Regions from separate parts of the Hordeum vulgare genome. Here region 2 is linked to region 1. Evidence: chromatin contacts called from public Hi-C data. All regions are on one chromosome and are shown on one strand. Each heading gives the region's core, a stretch centred on a gene start, on an enhancer-like site or on the middle of the called end of the contact. The rest is flanking DNA. Distances are from core to core; before and after follow the strand shown. Region 1 has its middle 210 kb from the start of LOC123447779. Region 2 has its middle 21 kb from the start of LOC123447781.

Region 1 (4,685 bases), core at 475-2,974:
ATGACTTTATATGACCAATTCAAGCACCATGCCAAGTTTCTTGAATTTTCGACAAATTTTGCACTTTCTGGAGTTTCTGACCAAAACAAGTCGATAAATGGTGGGACGTGTCGCAACTTACATGCGGTGTCGGAAGTCGTTCAAACATGGCATAGACGCCAACCATGGGCATTCCCACCTGGTGGAAAAGGTTCGGGTCATTTACGTTAGTCTGGGTAGGCCAAAAAGGTTCCGTTTAAGAGTATGTTTTTTTACGTCCTTGAAATGACTCCAATTTTTTCCCATGGCTATGTAAGACCAATTAAAGACACCTAACCATGTTTCTTAGGTTTTGTAGAAGTTTTATATTTTTGGAGTTTTTTTGGTAAAATGGACCATAAATGATGAGACAGGTGTTCAGAAATAAATAAATGACCGGACGTGCCGTAACTTGCATACATCCACTAGTGATCTGACTGCTGCATTCTTCTAAAAAAATATGCCTGCTGCATGTGCAGGGATTGCCGGTACCTGGGATAAATTGTTTACTACCACCTTGCTTAGAGCAAGTACAATAAGGTACAATCAGCAGGCTGTAATGATTAAAATACTATATTTTTGCTGAGTTAGATGAGAGAGAAGGGAATCGGCTCTTTGCGAAGAGCCAGCTCTAGCACGTGCTCCTAGATGCTTTGAGAGAACGAAAGATGAACCATATATGATAAAAGTAGTATTCTTTTATAGCTAACTATTATACAAGCTAGCTATAAGATGGGCTATAAGACTGCTTATAACCAGCAGTTGACTATACTATTAACCATGCTCTTAGGTGAGCACTTCTTTTGTGTGGGAAGCTTAGGCGAGCACATGGTACATGAAGTTTTCTTATTAAACCGACTGAGAGGGGCTGGCTGAGATCGACCAAACAATAGGAATATCCTATTTGACGCTCTTTACGTCAAACTGTCGGAAGAAAAGCGAACGAGGATGATCTGGGTCGGCCCACTAACAGTTGCGAGGATGCCGGTTTTGGAAACCTTCTAGACTTTCTCAGCTGGTTTTTTTCTGGTTTTGGGAACTTTCTAGAAGATTCCTTGAACCGGTTTTTCTTTTTTTTTCCTTTATTCTTTTTTTGTTTCTTTTTTTTCTGCTTCTGTTTCAAAAATGTTTTGAAATTTGAAAAAATATTTCGGAATTTGAAAAAATGTTTGGAATTTAAAAATAAATGTTCTAGTATTTTTATAAAAATGTTTGGATTTTCAGAAAAATGTTCTGGAATTTGAAAAAAAATCCCAGAATTTCAAAAATGTTCCGTAGTTTTGAAAAATGTTCTATAATTTGAACAAATGTTCCGGGATTTGAAAAAGTATTCCGGAATATGAAAAAATGTTCCGAAAGTTTATAAAAATGTTTGGATTTCAAAAAATAATGTTCTGAAATTTGAAACAATGTTTTGCTATTTGAAAAAATGTTCCAGATTTTGGTAAAATGATTCAGAATTTGAAAATTGTTCCGGATTTTTTATAAAAATGTTTCGGTTTTTCTGAAAATGTTACGCAATTTGAAAAAAAATGTTTCGGTATTTGAAAATAGAGATTACAGGTAGATGCATTATTACAGGTAGATCATGAATTAAAAATAGATATAGTGTGCCTCATTTTTGCGGTGCTTTTTACGCTACTGTTTGCTCTTACGTGGGCTGGCCCAGATGAAGGTTACCCCGTGCGAAGGCTGGTAGATCTGCCGCAGAATGCGGCGTATAGGACATCCCCAAAGAATGGATAGACCCGCCAGAAGTAGGGTGCGAGTCAATAACGTCTGGGCCATGGATTTTTTTAGAATTAAATTAAATTAAATGTGTGCTATGGACGTGTTGCTGTTTTTAATGGGCGTTGGTGGAACTAAAATTGAATAAATACAAATCATTTTGCCCTAGTAATAATTAAAAAGTCCGAACATGCATACTTGTATCCTAAAAAAAATAGAAGAATAAACAGAAAAAATATATTAGGCGTTGGCCCAACTAGCTGAAGCACTCGCTGCCCGCATATTGGTCCGGCCCAAATGTTCACAGATTTTGTAAGCAGTTAACCTCCATGTTCGTGACGGTTTTGTAAAAATCTCACAGATTTCATAAAGAATAAATCTACCTATTTGGAACTTTTTCTTAAATTTGTGTACCTATACAAAATTTTCGCAGATTAAAAAAATACTTCACTGTAAAAGTTGCAGTTCAGGAAATTGAAAAATATTCACAAATTTGAGAAAAATAATTATGAATTTATTTTAATTTATTTTAAACAGTTCACGCATGTGAAAAATTAAAAAAGGAAAGCAAAATAAAAAAGAAAACAAAAAAGGAATAAAATAGAACAAAAGCCTGGGATTTTATAAATTATATTTTCCATATAAGAATATATAAGAAGAGAAAAAGGAATTAAATGGTCAAAATAAGTAAGCTGTCCTGGTTGGTTAACATAACTTGTAGGATACCTTGAGGTCTGGGGAGGCGTATACTTTCTCAAAAGGCTATCATGCCCTTTATAATGAAGGGGTATGAAAAGATTTCATCAGTTAATGTATTTAGGGGTTGTACCGAAAAAATATATGAAAAGAAATAAAAGACCTTGTGTCATTTGCCAAAGTTTGCTTGGGATTGACAAGGCCCCTCGTTTGTCAGTTTTGGTATTTTACCCCTCCATGTATCACCAAAATCATGGTGGAGACAAATTCTACACTATGGTTGTTGGCACCTGGTACGTGAGGCCAACTCCAACAAACGATCCCAAACGGACGTCCATTTGACTCGGTTTCTGTCCGTTTGGGATGGGGAGATGGGATCGTGTTCGGGTCTTTTCTGGGATGCGGTGACCGTGCGTCCAACACGCGGCGCATCTTTTGGCCGCATCCTGTCCGCCTCCTTTTTCAAACGCAAATATTCGAATAACCATGGCCCGTAGTTCATGCCAACGGTCCTAGTTCACGTCGGCAACGCATCCAGCCTACACAACCTCACCGGCAACACAGCCAGCAACCGACAGCACACCTAGCCTCCAAAATGAATAGTTTTGTCGCCGGCAGCACAACTAGTGGTCGGCAACACAACCAGCATCCTAAATGAATAGGTTTGTCGCCGGCATACAACCACCGACCCGCACCCAGGCCAGCCTCCAAAAAGAACAACCACGGCCGAACAGACCACCTAGTTCAGGTCGTCGACGCCGAACATCTTCTTCTGTCGGGCCTCGAACTAGCTCCTCGTCTTCTCGCTCATCTTGCTCAAGTCGACGCTCATGATCGCCAGCACCACCTCCTTTGCTTTGGTTGCAGCATTGGTGGCCTTGATGTCGAGCTGCCTCTGTCGGGACGCCTTCTCCATATCCATCTTCCTCTTCTTGGACGCCTCCTCCAAGCTCCAGGTATTGCTTCATTTGCTCCTCCTTGCCTTGTCGCTTTTTCTCATCACTCACTTCCTTTTGAGACATCATGTCGTGCAAAGTCTCATGCAAGGCAAAGGATGCCGCATCATGCTTGTCGTCCATCCCGGAGTTGGTCTTGCCCTTCGACATCTTCAATGCCTCACCATCTCCACCTCTGGTCAACAGGCCGTCTTCTTGCTTCTCTTCCTTTGAAGTTCGTGGTATTGATCTTTGAACTTAGGGCAATTGTTGATGATCCTCCAACAATGCATAAGAGTGAATGACTTGTCATTGTGATGGGCCTTGAATGCTTCCAAAGATTGAAATGCCTACACGACCAACAACAATTGGATATGGAAACATAAAGAAGGCCTCAAAGTCTTCATCGGCAACATATTGGTCGCGGCCATCCTGACTCTGGGTCTCATCGGGATCGAAGGCATTGCCATGCCCACCCATCCGGAAGGCCTCGCCACGGCCCTCGTAGATGACATTCTCCATGAACTGGTTGTAGAAGGGGTCCTTGACCGTTGGTGTTGGTGTTGGCATTTCATCGAACAAGACGCGGGGTGACGGCATGGTGGTCGTAGACGGCAGTCATGCTTGCTTTCTTTGCATCTCGACTGACGGGCGAACGCCGCTGCTGGACCCCGACATGACTTTGAGGTCGATGACGGCCGAGGGGCACAGGGTGGACGGCGTGATCATGCCAACGTCCCGCAACCCCGAGAAACGGGTCTGGCCTTTGTACCTTGGCGGAGGAAAACCGTGCGACAATGGCGTGGTCCACGACTTTGGCGAGGGGCACTGCGGAGGCCGGGCGACCGACGAGCTTGTGCTCGCCGGGCCGATGGGCGTTGTCGAGAAGCCCGCCCCAAGCATGAGGATGGTGTGCGCTTTGTTGATGATGTCCTCCTTTTCGTCGACGTTGGCCTTGTGCCGCGCGGCCTCCAACGCAGCGCTCGGCGGAGAACATGGTTGCGGCGTTCTTGCCATTCTGCGCCGCCAGTCGGTTCCTCCTCTTGGCCGATTCCACGTCCAGCTTTGCGAGCTCCGCCGGCATGAGTTCCGACCGCGGCTTCTTCGGACCCTTGGCCGCCTTCTTCTTCACCTTTCGGGGCTGGTTGACGGCCTGGCCGCCGGAATTCGGCGGGGCATCGGCCATGGCAGGAGGGTGGTGGACGGAGGGGAGGTCGTGACGTGGGAAGGTTTTTTGTGTCACCAATGGGCGGACCAGGGGAGGACAAGCGCGCGCGTTCCGCTCATCCATACGCTGTCCGTTTCACC
Region 2 (5,457 bases), core at 593-3,092, 320 kb after region 1:
AGCTTCATTGGGCACCTGAGTGGCCTATCGATCTAATCAAAACCGACACGGACTAGCTACGGCGAATCCGGCTCGAGCGAGTCACCTTTGACTAGACCGATGTTGTACTATTTTTCAAAAATATGTTATCATCATAATATTTTTCAAATTTAACAAAAATGTACTATTTTAAAAATCTCTAATGGGATGCGCCCCTACTACTTGCCATGAATATGACACGAGCAGAGTGTCTAGCACCGTTGGCGATCTCCCACGACAAGAGGGATCGATCGGAAAACCTCTATTTGACGCATATTGCGTCAAAAAATCGGGGCTACGCGCACCCCTCGAGAAGACTTAGCCCGGCTCAGTTTGTTTGCCACCGGTTTTGGGAACCTTCTAGAGGTTACCTGAATCATTTTATATTTTATATTTTTTCTGTTTCAGTTTCTTTCTTTTCTTTTTTAGGATTATTTTATTTGTTAAACAATGTTCATGTTTGAAAATTGTTCTAGAAATTCAGAAAAAAAATATTTGCTTTTGGAAAAAATGTTCAAAATTTCAAATAGTTTCCGTTTTAAAAAAATCACAACTTCAAAAAATGATTGAGATTTTAAAACACGTTTCATATTTTCAAAAAATGTTCGCTTTTTTTAATGTTCTTCTTAAAAAACAAAATGTTAATGTCTTCGTTTTAACTTTTTATTACCTTTTCTTCTTTTTATTTTTCCTTTTTTTTGTTTGACATTTTATAATTTTATTCTAATAAAAATTGTTCTCGGGTTCAAAATTTTGGTCACAATTTACATTTAAATGTTCGTGCTTAAAAAATCAGGAATTGAAAAAATAATGTAATTGCTTTCAAAATGTGTTATTTTTTTGAAAAATGTTTGTGTTTCAAAAATTGTTCTCGTATGCAAAAAAACTACATGATTTTTCGAGAAATTCCTTTTTTGAAAAAAATGTTTTTCTTTTTCTCAAATTTGTTGACAAATGAAATTTTGTTCACCAATTCTAAAAATGTTCATGATTTGAAAATGCTCGAAAATTTCAGAAAATGTACTTCGTTTTATAAAAGTGGTTGCCTTTTCAAAAAATGTACATAAGTTATAAAGTGTTCATGATTAAAAAGGTGTACATAAGTTGAATAAATGTTGCCGCTTCAAAAATTGTTTGCGAATTTCATAAAAAGTTCCTTTTTTCATAAATTGGTCACAAATTTCAAAAGATGTTGTTGTTTTTACATGTTTATACAAAATGTTCTTGTTTTACAAAAAATGATTCTTTTTTGAAATTTGTTCACGAATTGAAAACATGCTCAAATTTGGTTAGCCAATTCTAAAAATGTTCATGATTTGAAAATGTTCGAGAATTTTAAAAAAATTCTTCCTTTTCAGAAATGTGTGCTCTTTCAAAATAAGTTCACAGATTCAAAAAATGTTTGTGTTTCAAAAAGTGTACATAAGTTGAAAAACATCTCCTAGTTTAAAATTTTCAAAAAATCTTATTTTCTAAACAAAGTTGTTCTAATTTTCTAAAATGCTCCTGTTTTCAAATTTATTTCTGTTCTTTTCAATTCTTCAGAAATTCAAAAAGATTTCCATTTATTAATTTCATTCGTAAATACTAAAGCTTTTAAGTTTGAGAAATTCAAAAAAATCAAAACGGTAATATTTTGGAGAAAAGCAAAAGAGAATCATAAAATAAAATAAAGAATAAGGGAAAAACAATGAAAAACAAATCGGAAAATAACTACCTAAAAAGAAAAAAAACTGAGCTGATTAACTGGCCAGCCCAGTCGCATCGCTAGCGGCGACGGCCCTGTCGCTTCGTCCCTGAACTATTGAACGCAGAATGCATCGAATAGGAGGTCCGGGATCGATCTCTATTTCTCTCATTTCCCTGTTCTTCTTTAATTTAACAGCACAAATGTAAATGGGCCGGCCAATCTCACTCGAGGTCAAGGGGTCACCTGAGTCCCCCTAGTTGGTTGGCGTCATAGGCGTCAGTTAACGTATATTTTTGTTAACTGGCGTCCAGGCGTTCGTTAATTGGCCGACCCATCTAGGCACCAGTTGGTTTTTTTTAAATTTCAACAAATATTTTTTAAGATTGATGATCTTTTCTCTGAAAATTGATGAACCTTTTCTAAGGTATTAAATATCTATGAAGTTTTTTGATATTTGATAAATATCTTTTTGATAATGGATGATTTAAATAAAAATTGATGAACTTTCTTAAGATTTATGAAGTTTTCTAAAAATACATGAACATTTTTGAATTTCAATGGACATTTTTCAAATTTAATGAAAATTTAAATGTTTAATAAACTTTTTCCAAATTGGATGCACTTTTTTTTCAATTTCAGTGAACTTCTTCAAATTGGTGAACTTTTTTTCAAAATGGATTATCCTTTTTTAAAGATATGTACTTATTTTTTCAAATGGGTGAACCTTTTTCTTTAAATTTTTAAACCTTTTATTATTTCATATTTTTATTTTTGTAACAAATATAAAAAGTTGACGTGTTTTCTACTGGATCAACAGCAAAAAAAGATAAAAAATAACAATTAGGCAGCATGCTAGTGGGCCGGTCCATCCCAGCGATGCTACAGGCGCCGCATCGTTAGCGGATGCCTCCATCGCTGCATAGGAGCTTCCCAATTGGGACCTTCACGAGGTAAGTTCACTGGGTTTAGGTCTAGGGTCTCATTTGTCTGACCCTACTCAGCTTTAGGCCCCATTTGTATGGGCTACAGCTGCAACGAAACTAGCCTTAGAGCAAGTACAATAGTAGAGTCGGCTGTCGGCTGTAAGCTAATGACATGTCACCTATAGCCCATCTTATAGCTAACATGTACAATAGTTGGTTAGAAGAGCATACTACTTATTTATTATATAGCCCACATTTCATTCTCACAAAGTGCCTAGGAGCACGTGCTAGAGCTGGCTCTTAACTAAGAGCCCGCTTACCTTCTCTCTCCTCCAACTAAGCAAAAATATACTACTTTATTCCTTATAGTCAGCTGATTCATTTTATTGTACTTGCTCTTAGTCAGAAGATGGTGTGTTACACACTTTTGAAGTGTCTGACATGCGCCGGATCTTATGGGGCCTTAACTGCTGGTTTATGTATTTTAATAAACCGGCGGACACCCTCGATCCGAACAGGCCGGCCAATGTAAGCCGAGAAGCAAGGAAATTTGTGTGAGCTTGCTGAAGATTCTGGAAGCTTCCGAACCTAGTTTTGGGAAGCATCTGTAAACTTCTGGTTGGGCCTTTTTCTGGTTTATGATTCTGGAAGGTTTTGCTCGGTTTTATCTTTTTTTTGAAAGCATGGATTTTTGAGAAATTCAAAAAATATTTACCAAGAAACGTTTATCAATTTGTGATTTTTTTTCATCTTCGTGAAATTTTTATTATCAAATTTCACGAATTTTTTCAAATATGCAAACTTTTTAAATTATTGTAACTTTTCTTAGAGTTTTTTCCCAAATTTCATGAAATTTTTAGTTTTTATTAAATTTTTTGATTAAAAAAAATTATGAACCTTTTTTCACCTCTGCAAACTTTTTAGTGTTTTTTAGAAAATATTACTTTTTGAATAAAATCGTGAACTTTTTCAAATTCATGAACTATTTTCGAATTTTTAAAATTTCTCCGCATTCATGAAAGATTTATAAATTAGTATTCTAAAAAAATTGTGAAAATTTTCAAAATTTTCAACATTCTATCAATACTTGAATTTTTCAAATTAATTAATTCTGAATTTAGAAACATTTTTTTTTGAATTCTTAAACTTTTTCACAACACCTGCTCACGAGATATGGATTGAAGGAGTAGCATCGTACGAGAGTGAAGCAAACTACAGTTGTCGAGCAAGATATGACCCTCGACCAACTAGGGGACGCTTGAGCGCGAGTAGTCTTCATGGCGTTTAAGGCGCCAATGAGGAGCCCTCTTGAAATACCTTGAGTGCTTTGATAAAAAATAAAATAAAAATCTTCTACGTTTTTTAGCATTGAAGGTTTTTACATAGAGTGGTGTAATCACTCACTCAAAGCTAATCACATGCTTTAATGGTAGCTGGAAGGAAAATGGCTAACTTGAAAGTTAACTACGTCATATTGACGCTACTCAAGTAATAGTTTATCAAATATATAAAATATGGATAAATAATTTACTTGAAACATTTGCTTCATGATTTTTTTTTAAAAGAGTGAAATTCGAGCCTTTTACTCTTACTTTTTAATTTGACACCAGTTACCACATAGTTTCATCAATATGCCTTTTTAACAAAATGGTTGCCTAATTTTTGTCCGTGTGGCGTGCCACTTTGTCAGTTTTCCCCCAACGAACTTCTCCATCTCAAACCGGTCCATGCTACTCCACCCGACTAGATCCACTCGGCGACCCAATCTTCTCAACTCAAAGTGGAGTTACTTGACTGAGACGAGATTTGCGGCTTAGAGGTCCTATTTGTTTCTTACTTTGGACGAGCTTCTCAGCTATGACCGATGGTTCAAGTTATGAAAGCTTCTTAGCTCTAGCTCGGCGACACACTAGCCTGGAGAGAGGAGAAGGAGGAGGACGAAGGGCTACAACCTACAGGGGCAAGTACGGTGACAAATTTCACGCAGATAAACAAAAGAATAGATATTACGAGTATAGACTTATAACCCGAAACTAGCCCCAGGAACCTCCTCAACACCCAACTTTTGTGAAGGAAACTGGTGTTGTTGTGAGGAAACCCGAGAGAACCTACAAGTTCTTTTCAAATACAGTTGCAAGGACCTGGAAACTGAAAACACTATCCCTAAGTAAAAGCCAAACGAAGCGAATAATCATGTATATTTGAGCATTAAAGTCCGGCATGGGAATTTTGTAACCTGGGTGCAAATAAACACTTAAATCGGGGAACACCCATTTTCGAAGTAATCTGGAGGTGTTTTTTCCGCCAAGGAACCACGTATGTTATTTCTTCATGAAACTTCATACCATAATTGTTAGCAAAAAGGTATTTGTTTGATTTTTCTGTTATTGCATTTTATTATTCATTCGAACGCATGTGTTTTCTGCATTAAAGTAAGCATGGGAAAGTATCGTGTGCATCGAAGCATTATGTGTTGCTTGTGCACCTGATTACTGCTTTAGACCCATTAAAAATATATATTTCGTTAGGATGTATAAATATGTATCATGGTATAAAAATTTAGAGTTGAATTTTAAAAATACTTATCTAGAAATAAAAAAGACAAATCAAGATATGAAAGTAGCTAGCGCAAACTGGGCCTTCAGTTCGACCCATACCCTTTATCACCATCGTATTTTCCCTTTCTTTCTTGATCCTATGTTTTGAATGTGCAATTGTGAATTTGTGGTATGATAATTTTAATACTACTTTAACATATTATTTTAGAATTACTCAACATTCAAAAACGAACTTTATTTTAGAATTTGTGGCAAGAGCCTATGATGA

Evidence for each region. Hi-C and Micro-C count contacts between places; a contact is called where the count stands out from the background.
Region 2: a Hi-C map of seedling shows a contact between it and region 1, with 3 times the contacts expected there. The contact joins two enhancer-like sites. A contact is called at or near these places in 2 of 6 Hi-C or Micro-C datasets (leaf and seedling).

What each region holds. Positions count from the first base shown.
Region 1 is chr4H:39,873,162-39,877,846 of MorexV3_pseudomolecules_assembly, forward strand. No RefSeq gene overlaps it. Among protein-coding and RNA genes, the nearest start is that of LOC123447779, 210 kb to the right of the region's middle. Within about 2 kb of position 1,725, at least 3 of the 3 cell types and tissues checked have open chromatin away from gene starts, as enhancers often do. A contact at or near this core is called in leaf and seedling, where this site is marked.
Region 2 is chr4H:40,196,694-40,202,150 of MorexV3_pseudomolecules_assembly, forward strand. No RefSeq gene overlaps it. Among protein-coding and RNA genes, the nearest start is that of LOC123447781, 21 kb to the right of the region's middle. Within about 2 kb of position 1,843, at least 3 of the 3 cell types and tissues checked have open chromatin away from gene starts, as enhancers often do. A contact at or near this core is called in leaf and seedling, where this site is marked.